Regions from separate parts of the Mus musculus genome. Here regions 1, 3, 4 and 5 are each linked to region 2. Evidence: chromatin contacts called from public HiCAR-type and HiChIP or PLAC-seq data. All regions are on one chromosome and are shown on one strand. The core of a region is the stretch at or near the end of the contact, and the rest is flanking DNA. Distances in the headings are between cores, read along the strand shown.

Region 1 (2,700 bases), core at 39-2,538, 280 kb before region 2:
GGTTTGATTACATAGTCCAGTATTTCTCCCTGCAAGACACTTAATACGTAGGATAAATGTCTTGTTTAAATAGGTGAGTCTCTGGGTTGTTTGTATAGTTTAGGATGAGTAAAAGAGAATTCTCCAGAGGGAGTTACTGGGCTGCCTGCCAGTGTGGTTATATTGATTCAAGCCAACCATATTTATAATATGTGCTGATGAATAATGTCACATCTGTTATGCTTAAGCTATTTCTTTAGTCCCCAGAGCCCCATAGCATGGCATACACTGAGAGCTTAGTAAGTAATTGGTGAATTTACATAAACATAAGCCACTGTCCCTTGACCAATCTTTTATTAAGAATTTATTGATTTTTTTCTCATGTGTTTATTCTATGTGTGGGTGTAGCACTGTGCACTGGTGGAGGTCAGAGGACAACTTACAGGAGCTAGTTCCTTCTTCCCGTCACTTATGTTCTAAGGATCAAACTCTGGCAAGTGCCTTTACCCAGTGAGCCCTCTCTCTAGCCCCTTATGCAGAACTTTGGAGTTGAGAGGAAAGGTTCAAACATTGAACAATGATGTTTGGGCATAGTGCTACAGGTCAGGCCCTGTATTATCTGCATTCTTCTTTCCTGGAAGACAGCCTTCTTCATTTGCAAGTGATAAATTACCCACTTACAAGCCTTACAAGAGCTGATGGAAAGCACCAAAGCCCAGAGTCTGAAGTTTGGTCAGCTCAATGAGTACTACTTGAATCTAACCTTTAGATTAGAAGGGCACCATATTGAGATTGGTAGGGACCTGTTAACTGTAAGACTGTTGGTACATTTTGGTATGGTCTAGAGACAATTCTTCAGTGGTATCTGGGTTGGATTCTTGTCTGTGTGGATTTTCTTTTCATTTGTGTTCTAGCCTGTTTGGTTCTTTATACCTCTCTTACAGGTCAATAGGCAAAAGCATTTTGTTCTTTTATAATGCTGGAGCAAACCTGTATTTGATCATAAAACTAGAACATGTTCAACTTACTTGATTGTCAATAAAAGTCAAATGAAAGATCCATCTTCACTAAATCTGCTTATTCTTAGCAAATTGCACAAATCTTTTGTGATATAACATGTTCAGGCTTTGATAAGACACTTTACTATGTAATATGCATTTATTCAATTATGTGGGTGATTCTTTGTCTCTGTGAGGCTGAATCATTCCATAATGCACTGCAGCTTGCACTGAGCTTGGAGAGCAGCCATCTCTGCTATTATTAAACTCCATTTGCTTGCGTTCAGACAAGTGTGTGTATTGTGCAGCCCCACCCCTTCCTGGTGTCCTTGAGGTGAGCATGTTTCTTCTGCTATGCTTCTTTTCCCACCCACAGGAATCCCCGTGACCATCTGAGACTATGAGTCAAAATACATTCTTAGTTCTTTAGTTTGTTTTTCTCTAAGTTGGATGTTCTTGGGGCCCCGCAAGACTTCTTGGGAAGGCAGGGAGAACCATGGGCCAGATGATGGTTGTCAAGAGGCAGCACACAGCTCACCTCTGTTGCTTATACCCCAGGTGGGCCAGACTGGCAGGGGATTGATGGGGAGGAAAGTCTACACTGGATGTTCCTGAAAGTCTACACAGGCCTCCTGGGAAAAGCATCAAGAGCCATGGGCCGGAAGATGAAGGTCAAGGGATTGTAACTTTAATTTTTTCAAACTTTATTTTTAATGATGGTTCTTTATTTTTATTAGGTATTTTCCTCGTTTACATTTTCAATGCTATCCCAAAGGTCCCCCATCCCCACCCCCCCATCCCCTACCCACCCACTCCCCCTTTTTGGCCCTGGCGTTCCCCTGTACTGGGGCATATAAAGTTTGCAAGTCCAATGGGCCTCTTTTGCAGTGATGGCTGACTAGGCCATCTTTTGATACATATGCAGCTAGAGACAAGAGCTCCAGGGTACTGGTTAGTTCATATTGTTGTTCCACCTATAGGGTTGCAGTTCCCTTTAGCTCCTTGGGTAATTTCTCTAGCTCCTCCATTGGGGGCCGTGTGACCTGTCCAATAGCTGACTGTGATCATCCACTTCTGTGTTTGCTAGGCCCCGGCATAGTCTCACAAGAGAGAGCTATATCTGGGTCCTTTCAGCAAAATCTTGCTAGTGTATGCAATGGTGTCAGCATTTGGAAGCTGATTATGGGATGGATCCCTGGATATGGCAATCACTAGATGGTTCATCCTTTTGTCACAGCTCCAAATTTTGTCTCTGTAACTCTTTCCATGGGTGTTTTGTTCCCATTTCTAAGAAAGGGCAAAGTGTCCACACTTTGGTTTTCATTCATCTTGAATTTCATGCGTTTGGCAAGTTGTATCTTATATCTTGGGTATCCTAAGTTTTTGGACTAATATCCACTTATCAGTGAGTACATATTGTGCGGGTTCCTTTGTGATTGGGTTACCTCACTCAGGATGATACCCTCCAGGTCCATCCATTTGCCTAAGAATTTCATAAATTCATTTTTTTAATAGCTGAGTAGTATTCCATTGTGTAAATGTACCACATTTTCTGTATCCATTCCTCTGTTGAGGGGCATCTGGGTTCTTTTCAGCTTCTGGCTATTATAAACAAGGCTGCTATGAACATAGTGGAGCATGTGTTCTTCTTACCGGTTGGGACATCTTCTGGATGCCCAGGAGAGGTATTGCGGGATCCTCTGGTAGTACTATGTCCAATTTT
Region 2 (2,700 bases), core at 5-2,504:
TATTGTTTCAAATATAAACCTTGAAGGGATACAAGATAAGTGTGTGAGAACAAACTTCCCATTACAATGATTTTATGTGGAATGCCACACACAGTTAATAATTAGTCGTTCAAATATTCTAGTTTTTACCATTTTTTAATGTAATACACAAAAACACAGAACATAGTTGTGTTTAACTAGGTGCCAAGGGCCTCATCGTTTTCTCCTGGCTTTCTCAAAAGCTTTGGGAACCGCAAGCCACTGAGTCTTTTCAATGATTCATCTGAATGCCAAAGCTGGGACCCCGGGCTCTCGGACTGTCTGGAATAGACACACAGTTGACATGGTTAACTCCTCCTCACTATAATCACTCCTAATTTCCAACTTAAAGATGCTGCCTTACCCACGCCTTGTTTCCCATCAAAAGACATGTGCAATGTTTTACATTCAGCTACAAATTAGGTTGGAAAAATGACCCAAGAGGGGTCAATTTAGTGGAAGTTTACTGTTCCCAAACAGGCCCCTCCTAGCAAGAGTTCAGAAAGAAACTTCCCTCTTCCAGACTCTGCAGCAGGTCAAGGGTTGTTTTGGAGGACCGCCCATTCCAGACCCAAGGTCCTTTTCCGTTTCCTCCCGGTACAGTCTCTGTCCAGATCTCCTCCGGGCTTCTATGGGGAAGCCAAACTGCCTCCCTGCAAGGCCAGTTGCTGTAGATGCAAGCAACCTGTGAACTCAGGCCAACTCCTTGAAACTTCACAGAGGCAAAGGCATTCCAGGACACACAGAGGCTGTGGCCAACTGCCCAGGGGGAGGAGACTGCTCTCTGCTCTCAGTTGCCCTTCAGGTTCTGCGCCCTGGGGACCTGGCAGTGGCAGAATCATGTGGGCACCTGGTAAGGTGGCCGGGACCATGTGTTCCTCCCGCAACCTCCCCAGGGTGTTGATCTCCGCCTCAGCTTGGGCTCTTTCTCTTTCACTTTTCTGTTAGCTGGGGTTGGGACTCCCCGGCTGGAAAGCACTGGGGGAAACCGGGGAAACCCCAGCTGATTCGCTCCTTGTGCCTTGATTGCTCCCGCTGGCTGCTGCCCTGCATCCTGCACCCTTCAACCAGAACCCGATGGAGGTACAGAATGGGAGGTGGTAGTGCTGGTGGTGGTGGATCAACAATGGAATTTTTTTTTTTTCCGAAAGCCTACGCCCCGGGCCCCTCCCAGCTCTGGCTCTGCTCAGGCACCCTTTTCCCCTCCAGCTGCCGGCCAGGCCGCCCCGCCCTCTTTCTTGACCAAGACTTCAATACTCAGTGGCACTGTATTCCCCTTCTGTCCAGCCACTCTTCCCCAGAGTTCTCTTCTTCATCCTCCCCCTTGCAGAGTAGGGCAGCTTGCAGGTCCTCCTGCAAGTCTCTCCCAATTCTCTGCGCCCAAAAGACTTGCAGTGCATCTCCTTACGCGCTGCAGGGACCTTGCCAGGGCAGGACTGCCCCCGCCCAGTTGCAGAGTTGGACGAAGACGGGATCCTGCTGTGTTTGGAAGGCTGAGTTCCACATCTAACAGCTCAGAGAGGTCAGGAAAGGTACTAACTCGGCTCTGCTTGCCACATTCTTTCAAACTTCTGGCCCCGGCGAATGGATGGCTGCTATGGACTTTCTTTCTTTCTTTCTCTCTCTCTCTCCTCTCTCCCTTTGCAAAAATTACTCACCTTTTCCTTGTTGAAGATGCGTTTTCTAGGGAAATAAATGTGCAGGAATGGCCATAGGTCTGGGTCTGTATTAGCAACAGCTTAGCTCAAGGCTTAATCAAAGCAGTTGTCTGTATGAAATACCAGATTGAAGGGAAGCAACGGGGAAGATTGTCCTGAAATAAAATCCTCACTCAAGCGGGCTTTAGATGAAAACCCAGCTAACTTTTTCAAGTGGGTTGGAGAGTGCAAAGTTGCAAGAAAGGGAAGCTCAAAAGAATGTCTATAGCCCCTCCCCCCTGCATTTAATATTATGTTAATGCCCAAACAATGTTAATGATCCAGGTTCCAGACAGAACCAGGCAGCGTCCTGACAGGTTTCAGACAGAACCAGAGACAGAGTCCCGCAGAAGCTGAAATGGAAATGAGGTGATTGGCAGCAGCTACTTTCCACTGGTGATTTTAAATTGATTTCTGATACTCTCATTGGTGGCGCCAGGGAGGCCCCATTGACCTGCCAGGACTCTCCAGTCTGAGCCGGTAAATAAACAGATTACTACGATTGCTGCCTCAAGTTAGATCCTTATCAACATTGAATGCTCACTAAAATTTAAAGGATTTCTTAAAGGAAGTTTAGAGGGATTGATAAGAAAGAAGCGACTCAAGAGGGAACATCAATATTAATAAAGGAGTAGAGACAAAACTATAGTTATTTTAGGCTTTTAGAATAAAAAAACAACAACAACAACAACAACAAACTCCGGAGTTTTACTTAAAATGTGGAAGGGTCAGAAATTGCTTCAGGCTTGTTATAAATGTGTCTGCTTCTCCTCTGATCTTTATGCTTCCCCTTTTCCCTTCTGGGAGTTTGCAGTCCCATTCTCACTCTAATGGCTCCTCTTGCCTTGTGATCTGTTTTGCAACATGATAGGGGGTCAGGTTTTCCCTAGTTCAGATCCCTGACAGGTTTCTAGTAGTTTAGATATTACTGCTGGCTGCTGATTGGCAGGCAGAGGCAGTGTACAGTGCGGTGGGAAGCTGCTTC
Region 3 (2,700 bases), core at 104-2,603, 440 kb before region 2:
AAACAGCTAAAGAGGGCCATTCTGAGGAGCCCAAAGGCTGTTTATCCCCAGGAAACATTTACCTCTTAGTTGTATGCCTGGTTTACACCATGCACAATTATGTTCTTTTCCTGACTCAGGCTGGGAAAGGTTTTAAAGTCTTTCTGTGTGTCTGTGTGTGTTGGGTGAAGGGGGGTATGCAGTCATTGCAGAAGTTTAGCACTTTATGGAGATATTGGTGGAGAGATATTACTATAGTATTATGAGCTGAGTTGTAACCCCTCCACCCACCATTATATACTGAAGTCCTCACTGGTATCTCAGAATGTGAGTATAGCAGATTGCATCATTAAGAGGTAGTTAAAATTAAAATGAGGGCGTCAGGTATGCCCTTAAGTATGAACAACATCTCCATTATAAAAGAAGCTTGGACATAGTCATGTGAAGACCCTGAGCAGCTGCGATTCACAAGCTCAGATGAGCAGCCTCAGAAGGAATGAAGCCAGCACACATCTAGATTGTGCACTTGTGAGAAAGCAAAGCCCTGTTGTTTAAGGCAGACAAGATGGCTGTACTTGACATAGCCCTTGTAGGCTAAAATCAAGCAATAATAGCTAACGAGGAAGAGGGCAGTGGGGGCAGGTGGCTCTAGAATAGTTCAGGGGAAGGAAGGCTCTTCAGCATCTATTTCTCCACTTGTGAGATGCCATAGAGACAATGTGTTATTTGCCTTTTAATCCTAATTTGTACATGGTAAATGATCAGGCACAGTTAATTAATGCAGTGGTGATTAATGGGGAAGGTGTGCTCCAGGTTCAAACTGACTGTGTGATGTGTGGGGGAAAGAGGAGAGTCTGTTGTTAGGGAGACACAAACATCAGACCTTGGCTTTAGTTTCTCTGTGCCTCGATTTCTCTTGCGGGACAGATCATCATTGTACCTGCCATGTTGTTTGCTATGAGTCTGAAAGGTTCTAGCTCTACCCCACACTGTGGGCCTGTGAGTCATTTCAACAATGTGGAAGGCATATGTGAACCCTTTCACATCTCTGCTTAACAGCTGACAAAAAGATGAAAGACTGTGTCTGGCTGATAATGCTATTGGTTCTTTGGCCAAATTCCAACTTACGTTATTGTCACATAAGTGGCCAGACACTCCTACTCTGGGCAGAAGATGTGGCTTTTATAAATCTGAAAAGGAACTCCCAAGAAGTCTGAAATAAAAACAGAGATCATTCTGTTCTGTACCTTGCCTGTGTAGCATCGTATTATGTATTAGCACAGATGTTAAGATAAACAATTCCCATTGTTTACTGACTAATGACAGCATTCAGGCTAATGTGGCTGAGAAGAGTCAGGGAACTTGGTTCACATAGAGATGGGGAGCACAAATGCCCAGCTGCTGTCCTGGTCTGTATTTGGAGACAGAGCAGGCCCTCCTATACCATGTCTAAAAATTGAGCAAGTTTGCTTAAAATTCAGGCCACAGACTGGAACTCAAAGGGGTCACAAACCAACAGCTGGATTTCACATAGTTTGTCATGACCAGGTGAGTTTTCAGTAAGTTATAAAGGGTGGAAGCATGGACAGAAGCAAAGGTGATCAAAAGAGTGCAGCCAGCATTCGTCAACACTGTAAGCTCCAAATGATCATTTAATTCAGCCAGTAAAGATTAAGGGCAGGCTGAGAGTGTGGGCCTGCCACTAAGGTAATTGCTGAGTCATATCAGCCTTCACCAGACTCAGACATTTAACCAAAGACTTCCCTTTTGTAAGATCTATCTGCTCTCTAAGTTCCTGCTAGTCTAGAACAGCGTGCATTATATTTAAATTTTTCTGTAGACAACTAAAAGAAAGATTGGGAAAATGTAAATCAAAACAACCTTAAGATTCCATCTTACACCCATCAGAGTGGCTAAGATAAAAAAAAAACAAAAAAAACCAAAAAACTCATGTAAGTGACAGCACATGTTGGCAAGGATGTGGAGCAAGGGGAACACTCCACCATTGCTAGTGGCTGACAAAACTTGTACTAACACTTTAGAAATCAATTTGGCATTTTCTCAGAAAACTGGGAATAGTTCTACCTCAAGACCCAGCTATACCACTCCTGGACATATAAGCCAAAAGGTGACTCAACATCCCACAAAGATACTTATTCAACTATGTTCACAGCAGCTTTATTCATAATAGTCAGAAATTGAAAACAACCTAGATGTCCCTCCACTGGAGAATGGATAAAGTAAATGTGGTACATTTACACAATGAAATACAATTCAGCTATTAAAAACCAAAACATTGTGAATTTTTCAGAAAAAGGGATTGAACTTGAGAATATCATCCTAAGTGAGGTAACCCAGTCCCAAAAAGACCTGTATGGTATGTACTCGCTTAGAAGTGGTTATTAGCCATAAAATACAGGTACCATGTACATTCCACAGACCCAAAGAAGCTAAACAAGAAGAAAGACTCAACTCAAAAGTCCAAGCATTCCCAAGCATGGAAGTCTCAGACTGTGGCAGCACCTTGTGTTGATGGTAAAGATACAGCAGCAACTGGCAAGATTCTGGGTAAGACTATATTCAAAAGCAATGGACTTAGCCTCTCAGACAGGAAGAAGTGCAGGGTAGGCAGTCCTAAGGTTGGCTGAGTCCACAATGCTACTGTTGAGGAGTCAATGCTTAGGTCCTTCTCTTGTCTGCCCACATCCTGATACCAACAGA
Region 4 (2,700 bases), core at 174-2,673, 460 kb before region 2:
CCCAAATCTCACTTTCCAAATTCTCCTGGGAGAAGACACTCCACAGCTTGAACCCTCTCCCGAACCAGACTCTCCGATACTCCCCCAACATACTGAAACCTCTCATGCTTGTAACCTGTCCCCCAAGCGACGCACAACAAAACTTAATAGGTTCATACATAAGAGACTGGTCTCTGGTGCTGCACGGACTTCTCAGCCAGAGGTGCCCCGGAGGCGGTGCTAGATCTCCCTAGACGCTTCTCGGGCTCCCCTCCCCCACGTCCGCCAGGCACCCCCCGGGTTGCTCACCTGCGTGGGGCATGGTGATGGTCTCGTTTGTGTTGGAGCCCACGTTAAAGATGACCACAGCGGAGGCGTTCTGCAGGAACGCGTTCCGGATCTTATCCCTGTACGTGCAGTTGCCCTTGGGGATGAGGGCTATCCAGTGCTTGCCGTGGGCCGGCGCGGCGAACTTGGTGTTGGGGTCGCAAGCCAGGCGGTCTTGGGCCGAGCTGGCCATGACCACCTCGCCGCGCGCGTCCTGCTTGGGCGAGTGCTCCCCGTATCGCCCGCACTCGCTCTTCTCCGTGTGCAGCTCCGCGCCGCCACCGCTGCCCGCCACCGCGGCCCCGGGCTCGGGCTCCAAATAGGTGATGTTCACGAAGGCGGTGTACCATTCCTCCTTCTCCGCCACGGTGAAGTCCAGGCAGAGCAGATGCACGAAACAAAAGGAAAGCAGCCATGTTGAGAGAGCCAGACTGCGGCACGCTTGGATGAGAGACATTGTCATCTCTCTCCTCCGGGGTCCCCTCCCCGCCCCCTGCGCCCTCCCCCCGCTCCGTCCCTCCTTTCCCTGCCCCGGCCAACCCCGGGCAGCCACTCTGGTTCTCCTGTCGCTGCGACTCACTCCCTGGCCGGCGGAGCTCCGGCTGGGACGCGCAGACGCTGCGGAGACCGGATCCGGGACGAGCGGGAGAAACCCGCCCTGTCCCCTCTCAGCCGAAGCGCGGCGCTGGCATCGGGCTTCCCGGGTGATCGCGGCGCGGTCGCGGAGCGGGCGCCGCGCACTTGCGGGGGAGTCCGGCTGCCAGGCGTCCTGTTCCTTTGCCCCGTGTCGCCTTCTCTCATAGAGGTGGCGGGGTCCTCGGGTTTGGAAGGGGTGGCGGCTCTGCTTGTCGCGGCCGAGCGGGGCGGGGGTGGGGTGCTGGAGATCCTCGGTGCTGGGACTATCGGTCCCGCTGCAGACGCGGAGGTCGCTCCTGTTATGCGTGGGTTCCCATGGGCAGTAGGCGCTGCGCTTCTGGCCAGACTAGGTGGCTACGCCCGGGACACTCACTTGCCGAGGGAGGGGGAGGTACGGGGCAGATGGGATGGGGGAGAGCGTGAGGAGAGGGATACAGCGTTTTGTGTGTGTCTGTATTTGTGTGTGTGTGTGTGTGTGTGTGTGTGTGTGTGTGTGTGTGTGTGTGTGTGTGTGTGTGTGTGATGTGCGCGTGCAAGGAGGAGCTTAGTATGATGTCAAAGCTCCTGGGCTCCCCTTGCAACGCTCACTCTGTCTCTCTTCCTGGGCGTCAGCGACCTCTGCTGGGCCTCAAATTCAGGCTTCGACAGTTGCGGGCAAAAGGTAAAAAGGACCTTCAGGCCTTTGAATTGGGAACAATTAATTGAGGGAGTCTTAAATACAGCAAAGTGTAGGAACCTCTCTGGAACAGCATTTCCGTTTGCTGGAAGATGTGCAGAGAGTTCTCTGGTATTTATCCCAGCACTGATTGGTCATGAGGCCCCTCCCCCCCGCCCCCCCAGACCTGAATATTTAGGACAGTGGCTGTCAGAATTCCAGTTTTAAACCAGGACTGATCAGCATGAATTCAGGAGAATTTCACATTTATTAAGTCAGGGGTGGGGTCCTTGGTGATGCACACTCTGCTGGTCTAAGGACCAGTCTGTGGTGTGGGTAAAAGTGACTTCTTTTCCTCTGCTCTGGAAGCCAGCTCATGGCATGGCGTTAGTTTTCTTAGAAAATGGACCTCTCCTCATACTTTAAGATTGAGACATTTTGCCTCCATTCCCACTCTAATAGCCCTGCCTTAGAGGATTCACAGCGTCAGTAGGTGGTATGTGTGTGTGTGTGTGTGTGTGTGTGTGTGTGTGTGTGTGTTCGTTACCATTTTAAGCTGTGTTTTCCAGTTGTGACAGAGATTAAAAGAAACCAGTGGAGAACAGTTTCCTAGAGTCGTGTTCTAATAGCAGAATTCTTTAACAATTAGATATCTGGTTGGTTGTTACACTTCCTCATTAATGGTTTCTGTAGTTTCAGAAACCAGTAATATAAAATGTCTACTTATTTATACATACACAAATATGGTAGTGCTTAATGATTTACATTATATCTTCCACCTGGTTCTCTTTCCTGTGCCTCTCGAGAAGCACTGAGAAGCCCAGCAGTTTTTGTCACAATATACACATCCTAGGTCTGGACATCACAAAACAGAAGATGGATTCTGGATATATCCTATGTCTAAATATAATCCTCAAAGGACGAAGGACTTGAATGATTATTAGGGGACCAGTTGTTGGTAATAGGAAGGAGTTGTAGGTACAATAGATCAGACAGGTTGGTGTTTGATGTGTTCAGAAGCCATAGTGAGCTCATCAGGGGTGGAGAGAGATGAGCGATGGAAAGAATGAGATGGGATTAATGGTGGGAAGATTCTAAGTGGC
Region 5 (2,700 bases), core at 36-2,535, 340 kb before region 2:
GACGTTATTTCTGTTCTTCGTTTTGAATTATAAGGTATTTAGTGTTCAGGTTGATAAACATTGACAAGTGTATAGCCACAAAGTCACCACAATAGTTACTCCCCAGACTTTCCTTCAGTTTTATGCTTATGACAAGTAAAGCCTCTGCGAGCCTCTACCTTCCACTCTTTAGAGTAGAAAGATGGGTGATATAAAACAACAACAACAACAATGACGACAATGACAACGACGACAACAACAACCTGTCCAGCCACATTTCAAAACCAATCATTTTACATATCAAGGCCCTGCTTGTTTTCTCCTTAACACTGGTATATGTTTTAAAAAATTTCAGCCACTAATATTGTTGTATTATAGTTAATTGAATCCTTAATGATTATAAAACAAAGTCTTTCATCTTAGTAATATTCTCTGATTTGAAATAAACAATCCCACTTCCCATTTATTAGTTTAATGTAGTTTATTGTCATTTGAAAATTTTTTACTTTTTCTTTTCAGTGTTCAGGACTGAACCACAACCTCATGCCTACCTATTTAATTCTCTAGCCCCAATCTTTTATGTTTAGCTTGCTGTACGTACATATTAAAAGTGAGCTTCTTGAATGCAGTATGATAGTTGGATGTTACATTTTAAACATTTTTATGGTGTGTGTGTGTGTGTGTTTGCATTTCAATAGGTATATATGTGTATGGGTGCCTGCAGATGTCAGAACCGGATGTCGGATTCCTTGGAACTCAGTTATGGGTGGTTTGGAGTTGCACGCTCAGTGTGAGTACAGGGGAACAAACTCTGGTCCTCTATAAACAGGGACAAATATTTTTACCAACTGAGTCATCTCTCCTTTCCTGGGCCATATGTTTTTATTTGCTCTGAAAAATACCTATCTTTTACTTGGGGTGTTTAAATCAATTACCTTTGATATAACCATCATGTAGTTAGATTTATATTTATTATCTGACTCTACTTTTCAACTTATCCCATCTCTCCTATGCTTTGTTGTGTTCTCTTTTTTTGATGTTTTTAGTTAATTGCAATTTTTAAGGTTCTATTTTCTATCTTTTACTGGCTATGGCTATGGTGGGTTGCCTTGCCTCCGTATTTGCTTGTAGCATACGCGGTTCACATCTCATAGCTCCTGAAGTCTTACGTTACCACTTCTGGCACAATGTAAGACCCTTCCACTAAATTCTTTCCCCAGTTGATCCCTCCTGATCTTGAAATGGCGCCATACCTTTTGTTTTACACTTTGAGATACTAGCTGGATGTCTCCTGGTGATTCACTTCTTTCTCCCACCTCAAGGTGGCACTCGTGCTCCACATAGATTCACCGTTGCTGTACTCTACTGTGGCCAGCATAGTTCATTAAAGCAAAGGCTCTGGGTTGGGATAATTGTATGAGTCCCCTTATTTATTGCTTAATTCTTAGGGATCAGTGTTCCCCCTTATTACTTCCCATCTTGAAAACTGTCACTTCATATATTTTGCCCTGTTGTTCCTTGCCAATGAAGAGTAAATCTTTTTGCTGCTATGCCGTTGCACCTGTAGTGGATAACACAGCTCAGATGCATTTTAATACAAACTAGTTTGTTTGTTTTTTTCTAAATTGTGTACGCTTCTTCACACTTTTACAGGTGCCATTTTGTCATTTTGAGTCTACCATATAAAAGATGTTTGGCAAAATTCAATTTACAACACAGTGTGCCTCTATTTCTAAACCAATAAACGTTGTTACAATAATAGTCTTGGTTTAAAAATGTGCCACCAATGGTGGTTCTGCTGGTTAGTTTTTGCCACCTTGACACAGACTAAAGACACTTGGGAAAAGGGTGATTCAATTGAGGAATTGCCTCCATCAGATTGGCCTGTGGGCGTTGTCTTGATTGATGATTGATGTAGGAGGTGTCACCCCTGGACAGGCGGTCCAGGGCTGTGTAACTGCAGGGAAGCATGCCAGCAGACATCACTCCTCTGAGGTGTAGTCTCTACTTCAGTTCCTGTCTCTAGGCTTCTACATTGGGCTCCTGCATTGACTTTCTGTGGTAGTGGTAAGCATAAGGCAGAGAAATTCTTCCCTCCCCTGAGTTGCTTTTGGTCAGCAAAAGAGACACAAACTAGAACAGTGTAATCCCATCACTCTGGAGGTGGTGAAAAGACCCATTCTTTTTCAAAACCCTGCTACTGATTTTTCTTCAGCAAACTAGGAAACATTTTCACCATGGAGTTCTTGGTGAATATTTACATTAAAATATATTGATTGATTTGCTTTTGTTTTCTCAGGCAGGGTTTCTCTGGGGAACCCTGGCTCTCCTGGAACTCAGTAGACCAGGCTGGCCTTAAACTCACAGGAATTTGCCTACCTCTGCCTCCTGGGATTAAAGGCATGTACCCCCCACGCCCCCACCCCCAGCTATATTGATTGATTTTTAATTTGCGTTATTTTCTAGCCTGGGTTGGTATACAACTTGAATTCTTCCTGTCTTTGCCCTGTCATCTTCTTGGATTATGGGATTACAGTTTTGTACCAAAATGCCCAGCTCTTATAGAATTTTTCATGTGAAGTGTATTTTGGACTTTACAGAAGAGACCATGGTGATCTTTCACACACACACACACACACACACACACACACACACGCACACGCACACACACACACGAGAATCTTGTAGGTTTTTATTTCACTTAGTATTTATTTTAATTAA

The links. HiCAR-type assays count read pairs that join an accessible place to other places. HiChIP or PLAC-seq counts read pairs in DNA pulled down with a chosen protein or histone mark.
Region 1: a contact with region 2 is called in a FOXA1 HiChIP or PLAC-seq map of pancreatic cancer cells. The contact joins the enhancer-like site here to the promoter of Il15 in region 2. A contact is called at or near these places in 16 of 39 promoter capture datasets (the 3T3-L1 cell line, 3T3-L1-derived adipocytes, the C10 cell line and 11 more), 1 of 15 datasets of contacts at CTCF or cohesin (the NIH/3T3 cell line), 6 of 484 Hi-C or Micro-C datasets (liver and uterus), 7 of 115 datasets of contacts at active chromatin or transcription factors (bone marrow-derived dendritic cells, bone marrow-derived macrophages, embryonic stem cells and 3 more) and 4 of 9 other capture datasets (adipose tissue, embryonic stem cells, liver and 1 more).
Region 3: an H3K4me3 HiChIP or PLAC-seq map of bone marrow-derived macrophages shows a contact between it and region 2, with 4 times the contacts expected there. The contact joins the enhancer-like site here to the promoter of Il15 in region 2. A contact is called at or near these places in 9 of 39 promoter capture datasets (the 3T3-L1 cell line, the C10 cell line, the HPC-7 cell line and 5 more), 1 of 484 Hi-C or Micro-C datasets (uterus), 4 of 115 datasets of contacts at active chromatin or transcription factors (the NIH/3T3 cell line, bone marrow-derived dendritic cells, bone marrow-derived macrophages and 1 more) and 4 of 9 other capture datasets (adipose tissue, embryonic stem cells, liver and 1 more).
Region 4: an H3K27ac HiChIP or PLAC-seq map of bone marrow-derived dendritic cells shows a contact between it and region 2, with 2.9 times the contacts expected there. The contact joins the promoter of Rnf150 here to the promoter of Il15 in region 2. A contact is called at or near these places in 2 of 39 promoter capture datasets (embryonic stem cells and trophoblast stem cells), 3 of 115 datasets of contacts at active chromatin or transcription factors (bone marrow-derived dendritic cells, bone marrow-derived macrophages and large pre-B cells) and 2 of 9 other capture datasets (embryonic stem cells and liver).
Region 5: a HiCAR-type map of embryonic stem cells shows a contact between it and region 2, with 6 times the contacts expected there. The contact joins the enhancer-like site here to the promoter of Il15 in region 2. A contact is called at or near these places in 1 of 39 promoter capture datasets (embryonic stem cells), 1 of 15 datasets of contacts at CTCF or cohesin (large pre-B cells), 2 of 484 Hi-C or Micro-C datasets (bone marrow-derived macrophages and epidermal suprabasal cells), 8 of 115 datasets of contacts at active chromatin or transcription factors (the NIH/3T3 cell line, bone marrow-derived dendritic cells, bone marrow-derived macrophages and 3 more) and 4 of 9 other capture datasets (adipose tissue, embryonic stem cells, liver and 1 more).

The regions. Positions count from the first base shown.
Region 1 is chr8:82,676,534-82,679,233 of GRCm38.p6, reverse strand. No RefSeq gene overlaps it. Among named protein-coding and RNA genes, the nearest start is that of Zfp330, 96 kb to the left of the region's middle. Within about 2 kb of position 1,288, at least 5 of the 459 cell types and tissues checked have an H3K27ac peak or open chromatin away from gene starts, as enhancers often do. A contact at or near this core is called in pancreatic cancer cells, where this site is marked.
Region 2 is chr8:82,401,140-82,403,839 of GRCm38.p6, reverse strand. Il15 (interleukin 15) reads left to right here and starts at 1,254. Exons shown (of 8, transcript NM_001254747.1): 1 at 1,254-1,540.
Region 3 is chr8:82,845,279-82,847,978 of GRCm38.p6, reverse strand. No RefSeq gene overlaps it. Among named protein-coding and RNA genes, the nearest start is that of Gm31545, 9.1 kb to the right of the region's middle. Within about 2 kb of position 1,353, at least 31 of the 459 cell types and tissues checked have an H3K27ac peak or open chromatin away from gene starts, as enhancers often do. A contact at or near this core is called in the HPC-7 cell line, bone marrow-derived macrophages, pancreatic islet and 1 more, where this site is marked.
Region 4 is chr8:82,862,079-82,864,778 of GRCm38.p6, reverse strand. Rnf150 (ring finger protein 150) reads right to left here and starts at 1,423. Exons shown (of 7, transcript NM_177378.4): 1 at 289-1,423. The coding sequence starts at 769.
Region 5 is chr8:82,743,321-82,746,020 of GRCm38.p6, reverse strand. No RefSeq gene overlaps it. Among named protein-coding and RNA genes, the nearest start is that of Zfp330, 29 kb to the left of the region's middle. Within about 2 kb of position 1,285, at least 5 of the 459 cell types and tissues checked have an H3K27ac peak or open chromatin away from gene starts, as enhancers often do. A contact at or near this core is called in embryonic stem cells, where this site is marked.